Regions from separate parts of the Sus scrofa genome. Here all the other regions are linked to region 1. Evidence: chromatin contacts called from public Hi-C, HiChIP or PLAC-seq and promoter capture Hi-C data. All regions are on one chromosome and are shown on one strand. The core of a region is the stretch at or near the end of the contact, and the rest is flanking DNA. Distances in the headings are between cores, read along the strand shown.

What was found. Promoter capture Hi-C pulls out the DNA fragments that hold promoters and counts their contacts. Hi-C and Micro-C count contacts between places; a contact is called where the count stands out from the background. HiChIP or PLAC-seq counts read pairs in DNA pulled down with a chosen protein or histone mark.
Region 2: a promoter capture Hi-C map of fetal skeletal muscle shows a contact between it and region 1, with 7 times the contacts expected there. The contact joins the promoter of NUDT2 here to the promoter of CNTFR in region 1. A contact is called at or near these places in 3 of 5 promoter capture datasets (fetal liver, fetal skeletal muscle and liver), 17 of 47 Hi-C or Micro-C datasets (adipose tissue, alveolar macrophages, brain and 11 more) and 1 of 2 datasets of contacts at active chromatin or transcription factors (skeletal muscle).
Region 3: an H3K27ac HiChIP or PLAC-seq map of alveolar macrophages shows a contact between it and region 1. The contact joins the promoter of KIAA1161 here to the promoter of CNTFR in region 1. A contact is called at or near these places in 1 of 47 Hi-C or Micro-C datasets (embryonic fibroblasts) and 2 of 2 datasets of contacts at active chromatin or transcription factors (alveolar macrophages and skeletal muscle).
Region 4: a contact with region 1 is called in a Hi-C map of skeletal muscle, with 4 times the contacts expected there. The contact joins the enhancer-like site here to the promoter of CNTFR in region 1. A contact is called at or near these places in 20 of 47 Hi-C or Micro-C datasets (adipose tissue, alveolar macrophages, embryonic fibroblasts and 11 more) and 1 of 2 datasets of contacts at active chromatin or transcription factors (skeletal muscle).

Annotation. Positions count from the first base shown.
Region 1 is chr10:32,210,106-32,213,847 of Sscrofa11.1, reverse strand. It overlaps CNTFR (ciliary neurotrophic factor receptor subunit alpha), which reads right to left and starts at 2,039. Exons shown (of 11, transcript XM_021064676.1): 1 at 1,869-2,039.
Region 2 is chr10:32,465,108-32,468,849 of Sscrofa11.1, reverse strand. It overlaps NUDT2 (nudix hydrolase 2), which reads left to right and starts at 2,015. Exons shown (of 4, transcript NM_214309.2): 1 at 2,015-2,098. The region is part of intron 2 of KIF24 (kinesin-like protein KIF24); the gene reads right to left.
Region 3 is chr10:32,434,361-32,438,102 of Sscrofa11.1, reverse strand. KIAA1161 reads right to left here and starts at 1,754. Exons shown (of 2, transcript XM_021064686.1): 1 at 1,294-1,754. It overlaps C10H9orf24 (spermatid-specific manchette-related protein 1), which reads right to left. Exons shown (of 6, transcript XM_021064685.1): 6 at 3,187-3,742.
Region 4 is chr10:32,368,813-32,372,554 of Sscrofa11.1, reverse strand. The region is part of intron 1 of FAM219A (protein FAM219A); the gene reads right to left. Among named protein-coding and RNA genes, the nearest start is that of FAM219A, 15 kb to the right of the region's middle. Within about 2 kb of position 2,169, at least 3 of the 83 cell types and tissues checked have an H3K27ac peak or open chromatin away from gene starts, as enhancers often do. A contact at or near this core is called in skeletal muscle, where this site is marked.

The DNA.
Region 1 (3,742 bases), core at 790-3,289:
TGGAGTCCCAATGTGAATCTGAGGGTGAGCTCCAAGACGTGAGCGTAAGTATATGAACCCCAGTGTGCTATGTGAGTCCTTGAGTCCAAATGTGAGCCCCAGGCTCCCCATGTGAGTCTGAGCCCTTAATCTTAATGTGACTCTAAGTGTGAGCTCCAGAGTCTGAGTGTGATCTGAGAAAGCTCCAAGTTCTTAGTGTGAGTCCTAGGACCCCAGTGAGTTCTGAGAATGGGCTCTAGGTCACAATGTTTGTCTATGAGCCTCAGGACAGAAATGTGGACCTAGGTTTGAGCCAGAACATAAGTGTGAATCTGAGTGCAAGTCCGTTGTCCTGGTGTAATTCTGAGTGTAAGCCCATATGAGTGTAAGCGTCCCAGTGTGAAGCTGAGTATGAATTCCAGAGCCCATAGAAGTCTTGAATGTGAACTTTAAACTCCCACTCTTCATATAAGGCTCAGGGTCCCAGCTGGAGTGTGAACCTTAGCTCCATGTCACCAATCCTGACCAGGAACCCTAAGAACCAGTCCACAGGATTTGTGTGGGTTATGGCCGTGGAGCAGGGATGCATAGTTCATTGAGACACAGCCCCCTGCACCCACCAAGCCCTGGTTAGCCTACAGCCACAGGACTATTCAATTGTTCAAGCCCCATCATCCCCACATAGGCACTGGTACACCATCACATCCAGAGTCAAGACCCCCTGGACAAACTGCAATTATAGATGCACAAACACAGCCGGCACTTCATACTCCCACCACCTCAGTGATTACCGCCACACGCACATCCTCAGTGACACACAAATATACCAAGTATTACAAGCAGAACAACTAGTGTTGCAGACACGCACTCCTACAGCGGCACGCAAACACACACCCAATGCTGCAGACAAGCTGCCAGCCACAGACACACACAGACGCTTCTCAGAGAGAAAGACTAGACGGAAAGAGAAAGAAAATCCTGAATTTTCAACAAGGCGTGAAATAGTCCTGCCCGCCTGAAGCTACTGAAGGGGGGAGGGGGCCGAGGGAACGGGCGAGAGCGAGAGCTAGACGCGGGAGGAGAGGCGAGGAGCCGGGGAGGAGAGCTGTCCGTCTGGTGACCTCCCTGCGGCCCAGCCCCCACGCACAGGGAGATACACTACTCTGAGCAACACAGGGACACCCAGGCCGGCTCTTGGCGAGCCGCACTAGAGGAGACACACAACGGCAGACTCACAAAGAGACGGGGAGAGACCACAAGCGGACTCACATGGACACACAACACAGGAGGGCTTACAAAGAGATACCGGCGGAAACCCACTAAATGGACACACATCCAGGCGGACTCACGAGGGAACCACAGACAGCCTCACGCCGGCACACACGCGCGCGCACACACACACACGCGCGGATTCACACGGACACACAGACACTGGCAGACGCGCAACCGTCCGTTCACACCCCTGGGCGATCTGAAGTCCAGATTCCTGCTGGAGAAGGAAGCCGCCTCTGGGCGCGCGGGGGTCACTGCGACCCCCCAGCTCCGGAATTTTCCCAGACCCTGCGCGCGCTGCCGAGGGGTGAGGGAGAACTGGGAGGAGAGGGCAATCGGCCCCTGCCACCTCCCGCCGGCCGACTGTCCGCCCCCACCACCACCACCACCACCACGCCCAACCCGCGGCGCGCCCGGACATGGGGGGCCGCTTCTCCAGCGCCCCCGCCCCCGAGCTTACGCGTAAAGTTTCCCGTGAACTTTCCTGTCCCCCTCCACCCCGGTCTCGGGCCCACTCATGTCCCCTCCCTCTTCCCGCGCGCACGAGGGCCGCGGGTCTGTCGGTCAGCCCGAGGGTTTGAAGGTCCGGCCGCGCGCGGTCCGTGCAGGGTACTCACCGCGCCCTCGGACCGCCGGGGCTCCACACGTCGCCCTTCGACCGCCCCGGCAGGGAGCGCGAAGCTACCACTGCTGCCGGATCCCGCCGCCGAGCCCCGAGCCCCGCGCCGCGCCGGCTGGAGCCGCCGCCTCCGCTGCCGCCGCCGCCGCCCGCTCTGCACCGGCTCCTCGGCGCTCGGAGGCTTTAACCCCCCCATCCTCCTCCCTCCCTCGCGCGCTCCCTCCCTCCTTCCCTCGCCCATGTGACCGCGGGCGCCCGCTCGGCCGCGCGCGCCCTCGCTCCCTTCCCCCTCCCGCCTTGTCTCCCCCGCCTCCGCGGCCGCGCGCCACGACCCCCTCCCGGCCACGGCCCCCGCGCGCCTCCGCTGTGGCACGCTCCCGCGCCCGGCACGCGCGGCCCCACTCGCGCGGGCACACTCACCCTGCGCAGGCCTGTGAGCCCCCACTCCCACTGGCCTCGCGCTGGCACGCACCCTCCCCCCGCGGGCACACTCGCCCGCACTGGCACGCGTGGCCCGCTCGCAATCGCCCTTCCTCGGGAACGCCCTCCAGACGGCCGTGGTCCCCGCGCTTCACGCGCAGCCCTGACCGCGGGTCTCAAAAACGCGCGCGCACCCACACCCACACCCACTCCGCGGGATCCCCCAGGGCCGCTGGGCGCGCACTCAACCTCCCCGGGGTCGCTCATTCACACTCACTCTCTCACTCAGCCTCGGCCAGGTCTCCGCTGTGCACACTCCCACACGTTCAGGCCCAGGCTGCCTCGCACCGACTCCCTGGCATACCCAGGGCCAACTCTCGGGGTCCTCCCGCTGGCATCTCTGTGAGAAGAAGGAGAGCCCGAGCCCCCAGGCCCCACTTTGGGCAGGGACGGCCAGCCGTCTCCGTCCCTCCCGTGGTCCTACCGCCCCCAGCAGTGACCCCTCCTCCCAGTCACAGACATTCACACCCCTTGAGCGGAGGGAAGGGGGCTATTTGCCCCTGAGACCCTGGATGGACCAGACTGGGAACCAAGACCCTCACCTCCCACCAAGTCTCCAGTGACACACCACTGCTACCCTGTCCTTCTTCACCTCCTCCCTCCGCCCCGGACCCACGGCCTCGGGAGAGACCTCCACCGGGATTGCGGGGCGTAGGGAGGGTGCGCCCTCTATGCCTAGACGGGCAGTGCCAGAGCGCGAGGGCCAGAGTTTGGCGCTGGAGGTTCGCCCCTAGAGCTTTCCTTTTTGCAGCCTGGGCCTCTGAGGGGCGGGTGTGCTCGCTTCACTCGCCCCCAGGCCTCCGGTCTGGCGACAACATGGGGGATTAAGGTTAGACAACCCGACTTCTTCTGAGGCCAAGGGAGAGCGCAATATTGAAAGGGTGAATGCCAGAGGCGGAGAACCAGTGGCCCACCCCTATCCCCACCCCACGGATTTTTCACCTGACCTTTGACCCATAATCCCTGCGCCTGGCCCCTCCCGGGAGCTGCGCAAGGGCTGGGGGAGGGGAGGGGGTGGGAAGGAAATATCTCGCTGCTTCCTCACACCCTTCCCCAGTAAGCTGCCCAGAGCGCCCGGGCCCTTTCCCAACAAATGCCTCAGGGACTCCCAATGCAGAGGAAAAACCTTCTTCCCGCCGCTGCCCAGGCTTTTCACTTTCACTTCCGTGGCTGCAGAATCCCTCTCAGTGCACCCGGCGGGGGTCAGCCGGGGCTGGGGCTCAGAGAAGGCCAGCTGGGGCTTAAGAACACATAGAGAAGTAGTGGACGCCCAGCTGAGATCCAGCTCACCCCCATCCACAGATTTCTTTATCCAGCCTCTTGGGCTCGGAGCCTCCAAGTACCCCGGCCGCGGGCGAGGACAAGGTGTGGGCACCAGGAAGGAGTTGAGAC
Region 2 (3,742 bases), core at 766-3,265, 260 kb before region 1:
AATCCTGCACCTGCAGGTCATTGTTGATTTTTTTTGTCGATTCAGAGGACAAAAAAAAAAATCTTGTGAGATTCAAGTCCTTGACTCTAGCACAGTGCCTGGTACACAGTAAGCATTCAGTAAGTGTTGGGGTACAAAAATTTTTAAGTTTAAAACATTTTCCTGGAGTTCCTGTCGTGGCTCAGTGGTTAACGAATCCGACAAGGAACCATGAGGTTGCGGGTTTGAACCCTGGCCTTGCTCAGTGGGTTAAGGATCCAGCATTGTCATGAGCTGTGGTGTAGGTTGCAGACGCGGCTGGGATCCAGCGTTGCTGTGGCTCTGGCATAGGCCGGTGGCTGCAGCTCCGATTGGACCCCTGGTCTGGGAACCTCCATATGCCACAGGAGCAGCCCAAGAAATGGCAAAAAGATAAAATCAGATTGTTATGATCATTATACAACTACAAATGTGATAAATTCATTTGAGTAATAAAAATTTTCTTAAAAAAAGAAAGAAATGGCAAAAAGACAAAACAACAACATTTTCCTAAACACATTTAAAATATCACAAGAGCTGTGGGTCATTAAGAAACTGAGATCAACTCTCTTGGCATCACAGCAACAACAGAATGGTTTTGTTTTGGTTTTTTGGGGTTTTTTTGTCTTTTTGCCTTTTCTAGGGCTGCTCCCATGGCATATGGAGGTTCCCAGGCTAGGGGTCTAATCGGAGCTGTAGCCGCCGGCCACAGCCACAGCCACGCGGGATCCGAGCCTCGTCTGCAACCTACACCATAGCTCACGACAATGCCAGATCCTTAACCCACTGAGCAAGGCCAGGGATCGAACATGCAACCTTATGGTTCCTAGTCTGATTCGTTAACCACTGAGCCACGACGGGAACTCCAGAATGGTGGGGGTTTTTTTTGTTTTTTTGTTTTTTGTTTTTTGTTTTTTTTAATAAAGGCTAATAGAAAGTCTGATAAAATACACTGGGAGACCAAGACTAAAAACCACAAGACGGAAAGGAAGAATTGTAGCAAGTAATCCAAAAGTTTTCCCTTTCACAAAGAGTGGAAAGGCCAACCGTGAACTTTCAGGTTCTGCTGAATATGAGATTACGATGTCCTCCCCCATACCCATAAAAATAAAAAATAATCTCTGTATGGAAGGAAAAATGCGGCAGGGAATAGAGAGGAATTCAACCTATCTGAGGTGAATTAAATTTAACTCAACAAATATTTCTTGAAAAATCTACATATGTAAAGTTGCTTGCCTTGCCTCAAAGACCTCTGAATTAGATGGGACAAGAGAGGAAACGGGGGTTCGCGGAAGTACACAAATAACCTAAGGCGGAACAAAAATGCTCTAAGAGAGGTTCCAGTTAGGGTTAAGGGTTCAAAGCAAGAGACTCAGAAAAGGCTTCACAGGAGAAGCCAGGAAAAAGGCGAGTTCGCTGGACGTTCGGACACCCGAGAGAAGCCAATCCCCGGTTCCCTTGCAACCACCCGCCTCCTCACGCGCTCGGCGGGCGCCCTGCGGACCTTCTCCCGCGGGGCAGGCACCAAGGCTCCCGACCAGGCCACCCCGCCCCGGTGTTCCCTCGCCATTTCTCACCTCGGAGGCTTCCAAATTCCTCCTCGGTCAACCCTGTCTGAGGACAAGAGAAGACAACACCGAAAGGTGAGAGCCCCTAGGCGGGCGACCGACGCGCACTGTCAGCTCCGGAGCTAGAGACTGCGGCCAGGCCGCATCCCTATGGCAACGCCGCCAAGCGCTGGTTCGAACGCCCGCGCCGACGCCCGCGCGCCGGCAGTCCCGCACATTCCACCAATGGGCATCCAGGGTACTCGGGAACGTGAGCCGCCCTCTCCTCTAGAAGACCAATCAGGACCCGATGAAGCAGTGGGCGTATCCCTCAATTTCCGCTTTTCAACCAATGGTTCCGCGTAAGTGAAAATCTCGCGATGTTCTGAAAGAGAAAACTGGAGCCTTTGAGGCGGGTTCCCATCTTTTTGCCCCAGAGCTGTTGGTTGCCCAGAGCGCAGCCGAGCTCTCCGGATTGGTGGGTGCACCCCAGTCTCTGTCCAGGGCCCGCCTTCTGCCTTTTTCTGCTTCGGGTGAGTAGCCTTAGAGAGGGATCCTTGGCTTTAGTTCTCCGCGGAGAAACTGAGGCTCAGGGCAATGAGAACCTGCAGCTGAATAACTTCCTGTGGCTGCACGGTCAAAGATGGACGTGCTCTCCTCCAAGCTGACAGTGTGGCGTGTGCAGGCCAGGCCCCCGCAGTTCGCAGGATCTCAGTTTTCTTATATGCGCAGGGAGAAGGGAGAGATCAATGGCCCCGCGAGCCTTGCTTAGCCTCATGTAAATGGTGATCGAGTGGGTCTTCAGAATCCCGGAGTTCTGTGTTTAGGGCCCAGCGATCCGAGCGCCATACCTTCTCCTCCCTGGACCTCAGTTTTAACTTTGTTGTTACCCTTTAAACCCTGCCTACTTTCCAAAAGAGGTTTTATATTTTCTAATTACTTCATTTATTGAATCGATAATATTGTAATTATAGCAGAAGTAAAGTCACCCGAGAGTCCCACTACCTAAAACATAACTTACTGGAGTTTTTTTGTGGCTCAGCGGGTTAAGGATCCGCTTTGTTACTGCAGAGGCTTGGGTCACTGCTGTGGCGCGGGTTTCATCTCCAGCCCGGAATTTTCATATGCCAAAGGGCACAGCCAAAACAAAATAGAACAGAAAACTTCCTTTTTCCCTTGTGGCCTGTTTCGTACTCTGTGTATTTGTTATATTTCCTAAGGAAAAAAAATATATATGTTCGAATACCTACGTATACACATATAAATGGCAGATTAAAATAAAATGGTAAATTAAAATTAAAACTCAATGCAATGGAATAGCCAAATGCAGCTAGTATAGAGCAAGGTTGGGAACGATGTTGGGAGATAGGCAGATCTACCTTTTTTTTTTTTTTTTTTTTTTTTTTGCTTTTTAGGGCCGCAGCTTCGGCATATAGAGATTCCCAGGCTAGGGGCCCAATCGGAGCTGTAGCTGCCAGGCCTACACCACAAGCACTGCAATGCCAGATCTGAGCCGCATCTGCCACTTAAACCACAGCTTACGGCAACGCGGGATTCTTAACCCGCTGAGCAAGGCCAGGGATCAAACCTGAATCCTCATGGATGCTAGTCAAACTCGTTAACCGCTGAGCCACGACGGGAACTCCGCAGATCAACTTTTAAGTCACTATCCAGACGTACCTCTGGGCTATAGTTTCCTTTTAGCTCTCCGGAAAACTGACAGTAGCTCCATGTAGGGTTGTGGTGAAGACTAAGTGAAATAATGAAGGCAAAGCACTTGGCACAGTGCCTGACAAGTACTAATTCTTCAAAAAGTGGTAGCTATTATCTTCATAAGAGAAACAAGAAAATATACTAGCTGATGGGGCCATTAGATTTATTGTAAATGAGTACCCAATTTAGTTCAAAACTCGGCAGTTAAATACCTAATAATTAAGGAAACAACCCATTCTTCAAAAGAGTGAAATTTCTTCTTGGTACTTATATTAAAAGGAATTTATCTTATGGGACCTTATACATAAGGGATATACATGGTGTGATGAAGAGTGTGTTCACCTGCACTTTTTTTTTTTTTTTTTGGCCGCACCTGCAGCATATAGAAAGAATTTCCCCTGCCAGGGGTTGAATTGGAGCCTCAGCTGGGGCCCACGCCACAGCCATGGCAACACAAGATCCAA
Region 3 (3,742 bases), core at 505-3,004, 220 kb before region 1:
CACTAAGGTGACCTCAAAAGCCTTTTCTAACACTTAGGTTCTGAGAATCTTTATTCACTAGGGTTCTAAGATTCTTTGATGAAGGACAGAAACCCGTAGACCTTTTACTGGTCTCCCTACTGCCACCACAGCGTCCAACCCTAACAATAATGCTGTACAGGAGGCAAAGCTGCAGTGCTCACTTTATAGATGAGTAAACAGTGGCCCAAACTTCAAACAAGAAAAAGGAACTTGTTTGAAGTCACCAAAGTAGCAAGGCTGCCTGAATCCAAAATCCAGGCTTGGAGTTCCCGTTGTGGCTCGTGGTTAACGAACCTGACTAGTATTCATGAGGACTAGTATCCCTGGCCTCGCTAAGTGGGTTAATGATCCAGTGTTGCCGTGAGCTGTGGTGTAGGTCGCAGATGCAGCTGAGATCCCAAGTTACTGTGGCTGTGGTGTAGGCCAGCAGCTTCAGCTCTGATTCGATATCTAGCCTGGGAAACTTCATATGCCACGGATGCGACCCTAAAAAGAAAAAGAAAAAGAAAAAAAAAAAAAAAAGACAAAATGGAGGCTTAACCCTCCATGGTATTAAGTTTTAGGAATGGAAGATAATGGTCTGACTGGCTATCTGAACACAGCAAAGGAGATCTGTGGCCAAGAGGGTGGGATAGGCTTCCATTAGGTGGGTGTGGGCATGGTGAGGCCTGTCTTCCCAAGGGCTGGTGCTGCTGCTTGCTTCAGGAAGGTTTCTGGTGGTGGGAAGTGGCAATTTTTGTGGCATCTGGTACAGGGGCTGTGGGGGAGGAACTGTGATTCCGGCGTTAACGGTGGAGCTAGAGACCCCTGTAATCCGCAGCCTCCGCCATCTGGACAAACTCCCGCTAATACTGGCAGGTGGGGTTTGCCCTAGCCAAGCCTCTGCCCACTAGACACTCAACCTCAGTCTTGGCTGACAGCCCCTAGCGGGGTCTGAAGGCGGGGGCGGCGGGGGGGGGCGGGGCAGCGGGCCCAGCCCAACTGACGGGAGGCCATTCCATGTCAAGCGGTTTGTCGAACACAAGATTCCGGGGGTAGGGTGGGATTGGAAATGTCAAAGGCAACTCGATCCGGCCCATCTCCCTGTCCTGCCCAGCGTCGGGATCCAGGGGATCGAGTGACCGAGTCTACAGCCTGGAATCCCCCACCCCCCACCTCCCGCGCTGCAGCTACAAGGTCCGAAGGGACAGACTGAGGTCAAGGGACCAGTGCCCGCTGGGAACCGCGGCCGGAGGAGGGGCCCAGGTGTCCAGGCTCGCCACACCTACTTACTCGTTTGTAGGAGCGAAAGTTCAGGAAATGTCCTCCCTCGGCAACCTCCCAAGGACTTCCCGCTAGGCTCATTCAAGGCAGTCGACTCCAGAAGTGAAGGTAAAGGGGAGGCTCCCGCCGAGCCCCTCCACGCTAGCTGAAGTTGAGTGGCAACAGCGCAGCGCGGGGCGCCGCCTCACTGAAGACAGCTGAGGCCCTCCTCGGGCCCCGCCCCCTGGCCGCTCGGCCACGCCCCGGTCTTTTGGTCTCGCCTAGAGTCGTGGAGTCCACCTGAGTCCGTGGAGCAAGACCATCCTCCCACAGTGTCACGAGGACTTGAGGCCACGCCCCTTAGCTTCCGTGCCTCCCCCTACACCCCCGCGCCACTCCTCCTCTGCTCTGTGCCCAACTCCGGGCAGCTTGGGCCCTCTGCCAGCCTGGAACCTCCCAAGCCCGCCTCCTCAGCCTTCAGAACCCCGCCCCCTCCCCCGCGGCCATTGCTTACCCTCAAGAGGGCGGCTCTCTGCCCCAGGCCTGCTGGGAAATGTAGTTCTGGAGAAAGGTGCAACTGTCGAACTTTATTATATAGAGTCCTCCAACCTCTGGGCTAAATTTGGGAATCGTCTGAGGAGGAGAGAGCTGCCGGGCAAAGGGGCGGAGCCGAACCCTTGGGATTTATTTTTCTCCAGATGTGAGCAGCTTGAGGTCGTCTGGGTATAACGCTTATTAGGTCTCCATAGGGGAAAAATTTCACCACATGGTGTTAGGGTAGCGAAATTCTGGGAGGATCTCAGTGGTTCAATGCAGGTTAGATCCAATCAAGGACCCCACAGAGGGAGCTTAGTTCCACCAGCTTGGAGGCCCAACCTGTACATTCCCACTAGACCAGACCACAGCATCTGAGATCAGGAACTGAGAAGACAAGCTTCTGCTCGGTATTTTGCAACGCCTTTCCCCATCCACTGCCCCCCACTCCCCTTGATGAAAGCCATTAGAAGTACCCATGCTGGAGTTCCCACTGTGGCTCAGTGGGTTAAGAATCTGACTAGTATCCATGAGGATGTGGGTTTGATTCTTTGTCTCCCTCAGTGGGTTAAAGGTAAAAGGATCTGCAGTTGCCCTGAGCTGTGCTCTAGGTCACAGATGCAGCTAGGATCTGGCTTTGCTGTGGCTGTGGTTGTGGCCAGCAGCTGCAGCTCTGATTTGACCCCTAGCCTGGGAACTTCCTGTGGCCCTAATGACAAAAAAAAAAAAAAAAAGAAAGAAAGAAAGAAAACCCATGCTACAAGGAAGTGGGCATGCCTCACCATACTTCTCCCTCCAGGGGGAACTGGGTGCAAACATACGGAAGATCCTAGAGATTTTGGAACACCCCACCCCTTCCTCCCAGGGCTTTGTTTTATAATTTGAAATTTCTTGGTCATGAAACCCTTCAAAATTGTTTGGACCCCTTGGACTTGGGTGGGCATGGCAGCAAGGGTATCTGAACAGAGACTTTTAGGCTGTGATGGAGGCTCTGGGAACAGAGATCAAGAACGTTGGGAATAGGGACATGGCTCTGACTGCAGAATGGAGGCATGGAGGTGAAGGGACATCTAAGCTTGGGGGATAGTGGGGAAATGTCAGCTGTAGGGCTCTCCTGGGGTTGAGAGGTAGATGGGCCCTCCCGCATGGCTAGTTTGGGCTCTGAGGTGGAAAGGAGGAGGACATGCCCCTCATAGGAATATTATGTGTCAGGAGGGCACTCCGGACCACCCAAGGGAAATATTGAGGTGATGAAATGGACAAGGCGACTTTGAGAACTGCATCGCAGTTGAGGGGGCTTGGCAGAGGCCTGAGTGACTGGCTCCTCACTGCCAGATCCTTCTGGGGAAGGACACTGGCGGCAGGCTTTAGGGTGAAGAATTTATTTATTGCTCAGCCCCCTTAGCCCGGCCAGTCTGGGGTCTACCAGCAGTGGTAGTCAGGATAGGTCTCAGACACAAACTCAGGGTGGACAACATAGTTGTTTCTCTGGGGGCCACCAGTCTTCTTGAAGTGACTTGTGTCCCATCTGTGGGGAGAGATGCGTCAGCTCTTTTGGACCCTCATACCTGCCTGGCAATTCTCAATGCTAACTCCTGCATTTTGCTCCACAATTCTCAATGCTAACCTTATTTCAGCATTTTGCTCCCAGCTCCCTAGGCTCCAACATTGACCTCTTAACTTTAGGTTCTACAGTTAAATTTTAGATTCCTGATACCCGCTCCCTAACAGACTTTTTACCCATTATTCCAAGCCCTGAACCTAATGTCCTGATCTCTTGACTTTAAGTACCATGGCCAGCCTGTAACCCCTCAATGCCATCTCCATGCCCTCTCATGGGGGGTCCTCATTTAGCAGCCAGTTCTGACTTCCCCATGGCACCACCGCCCCCTGGTGACACTTTCCAGTAGGTGCATCGCAGTGGATGGTTGCCACCCCAACTAGT
Region 4 (3,742 bases), core at 920-3,419, 160 kb before region 1:
AAGCCGCCTCTGTGACCTACACCACAGCTCACGGCAATGCCAGATCCTTAAGCCACTGAGCGGGGCCAGGGATGGAACTTGCCTTCTCATGGATACTAGTCAGGTTTTTAACCCAGTGAGTCACAACAGGAACTCCCTCATTTTCCTTTTCCTCTACTTAAAATGTGCTTGAAATTTCCCATGACAAAATGTTTTAAAGTGTCAAAGGTCTGCAGGCCTTCTCTAGCCCACTGACCTGTCGGGGGAATAGTTGCAGCATGGACTTTTTCAAATGTTTCTTGAGCCCTTAGAGTTGGCCTTTGGGAGCTGAAACAGCAGCTTGACATCCTCTACTAGCATCAGCAGAGGGTCCCCTCCACCAACAGGACTCTGCAGCAGCCATGGCTGGGATGCGCTGGGCGGGGGGGGCCCTCCCCCAGCCCAGCCCACTCAATGGAGCCTCCTCTGGGAATCAAGGAGTGCACAGAGCACTTCCATCTCTCACCTGGCCTAATCAGGGCCCTGCCAAGAAGGCCAAGAACTCCTCTTTTTGATAATGAGAAGAATAAACCATAAACCATTGTCTCACCTTTTCCTGTAAAAGCTCCCTTAGGGAAGCACTTGCAAAAAAATGGAAATCACCAACTCCTTAATCACCATCAACCTTTAGATCAGACATGATACAGTAATTGGCAGTTCATTTTCATGTGCATGACATTATTTATTTTATAAATAGCCTGAAAGATTAGGAGCCTGGTCGAAGGTCATAGCAGAAGTGCTAGAGCTAGAGTGTGCCTAGCTGACTTCCTACCAGGGCCGTGAACAGCTCCTCCTCTAAGGCCCTCACCAGCTCTCCCTGATCTCTACCTCCCAAGGACACTCAGACCAACTCCTCTCATGGGGGCTTCCTTAGACAACCTGTCTGCTGTAGCTCAGCCCTGGCAAATGAAGGATGTGAAACAGGTTCCATCAGGAACAGGGAGGCCGATGGATGATAGAACATATTTTGCTGACTGGTTCCCTTGGTGCCAATGTTTTCCTTTTTTTTTTTTTTTTTTTTTGTCTTTTTGCCTTTTCTAGGGCCACTCCTGCAGCATATGGAGGTTCCCAGGCTAGGGGTCTAATCAGAGCTGTAGCCACCGGCCTACGCCAGAGCCACAGCAACGCAGGATCCGAGCTGGGTCTGCAACCTGCACCACAGCTCATGGCAACACCGGATCGTTAACCCACTGAGCAAGGGCAGGGATCGAACCCGCAACCTCATGGTTCCTAGTTGGATTTGTTAACCACTGCGCCACGACAGGAACTCCTGTTTTCCTTTTTTGTTGTCTGTCCTTTTGGGGCCACACCTGCGGCATATGGAAGTTCCCAGGCTAGGGGTCGAATTGGAGCTGTAGCTGCCAGCCGCAGCCACAGGAATGTCAGAGCGGAGCCATGTCTGAAACCTACACCACAGCTCATGGCAATGCCGGATCCTTAACCCAAGGAGTGAGGCCAGGGATCGAACCTGCGTCCTAATGGATGCTAGTCAGATTCGTTTTCACTGAGCCATAATGGAACTCCAGTGTCATTGTTTTCAACCTTGAATATCATCCCCCAACTTGGTCTCCCTCCCCGACTGCATGTGATTTTCCCTCCTCTTCTCCAAACTACTTACTAGCCACCACCACTTCCCCACATCAATATCCCCACTCGGCCTTTCCCTAATCTTATGACCTCCTCTGGGCCAGGGCTGGAAGCAGCGGCCCACTGAGAGCAGAGAGGACTTTCTGGAAGCTGAAATCCTCATGGAACCCCTTAGGGATTTGTAGGAGGCCCCAGTGGAGGCCCCTCTCACCAGCTGCTGTGATTTATAGGCCAATAGACTGCTGGCTTTCCCACCAGAGGCAGTCCTGCCCCTGAACAGAGCAGCTTGTAGCATTTGGTTTCTGTGGTAAAAAGAATGTGAACCCCATGCCTGACACACAGAGAACAGGACATCCAGGCTGGCACTTTCCCCTCCCTCCAGGAGCCCCAGATACTTGTTTTCATCTCCAGGAGGATGTGTGCAAGTCATCCAATGGTGGAAGGTTCAGGTAGGAGTTCATCATCAGCAGAGCTAAGTTTTTGGCTCACTAAGTATTACACATCACAGAGCTATTCATAGCTTTTCCAGCCTCACAACAAAGTGGGCTGCCAAATCCTCTGCTTTGCTACCAATGGGAGGGCGGCTGGGTTGGCTCTCCTGTGTTCTCCCATGGCTTCCACTCCTGAAAATGGACCTCATGCTGCAAAGGGAGAGGATGGAGAAAGGCTGGTTTGCAGGGATTCGGGATTCAGACTGCCCACGCAGCTGGGAGTCCCCACCCACTGGGGAGCATGAAGCAAGTCACTCCTTGTCAGAGATTCAAGCTCCTTCTCATCTTGTATCAGGGCTCAAATGTCACTTTCTTTTTCTTTCTTTCTTTCTTTATTTTTTTGCTTTTTAGGGCTGCAAGTGTGGCATATGGAAGCTCCCAGGCTAGGGGTCCAACTGGAGCTGCAGCCACTAACCTGCACCACAGCCACAGCAACGCTGGATCCGAGCCTCATCTGTGACCTACACCACAGCTCATGGCGATACCAGGTCCTTAACCCACTGAGCGAGGTCAGGGATTGAACCCGCATCCTCACAGATACTAGTGGGGTTCTTAACCTGCTAAGCCACAATGGGAATCCCTCAAATGTTACTCTCATAGGAGCTTTGCCTGACATCCTCAGTCTAATATGGAAGGCTTTAGTATTCTCTCATGCCACCTTGTTCTTGTCTTTTCCAGCACCTGTCGTAGTTTGTCACTGTAATTTTATGTGTGCATTTTATTTGTTGAGTATCTGTCTCTCCCACTAGATTGCCAGTTCATAAAGGCAGGGACCATGTTTGCCTTTATTTGTCCTATTATCCCTTGTGACTGGTACAGTGTCTTGCAAGTAGCAGATGCGCAAAAGATATATATATATATATATATATATTTGTTTTTTTGCCTTTTCTAGGGCCGCTCCCTCGGCATATGGAGGTTCAGCAACACGGGATCCAAGCTGCATCTGCGATCTACACCACAACTCATGGCAACGCCAGATCCTTAACCCACTGAGCGAGGCCAGGGATTGAACCCGCAACCTCATGGTTCCTAGTCAGATTTGTTAACCACTGTGCCACGATGGGAACTCCTCAAAAGATATTTTTTGAATAATAAATGAGTGCTCCAATCTAACTATCCCCTGCATCTCCCACAATTCCCCACAAGTACCTCCTACTCTGATAACTCCCACCCAGTTGTCTCCCTCTGGGTCTCTCCTGCTCTGCTCCCTAGAATCACCTCCCAACTCCTCCCTACTCTTACTCGTGTTTAAAGGAAGGAGCTGTAGTTTTCTATAGTTCTGCTTCATGCGAGCAGGTTTCTTCTCGGCCAGACTGGGAGCTCTGGGGAGCCAAGGAGTTAAAAGGGGAGTTGGGATGATAGAATTCACAACACAATGCATCAAAGTGGACACTCCAAATCAGCACATCATATGTGTCAAGTTACATGCTAGAGGTCATAGAGGCTTTGGGCATTGGTTGAAAACTCACTAGGATAGTCAGGGAAGGCTTCCTGGAGGAGGGGGTTTCTATGGGCCTCTGAAGAAAGGTAGGAGTGCAATAGGCAGAGAAGGAGAGGGGAGAGAATACTTAAGAGGAGAGGAGGCCTCAAGATGCCAATAGACGAGAGGACGTGAAGGGCCTGGCTGGACCAACTGGGAAGAAAGT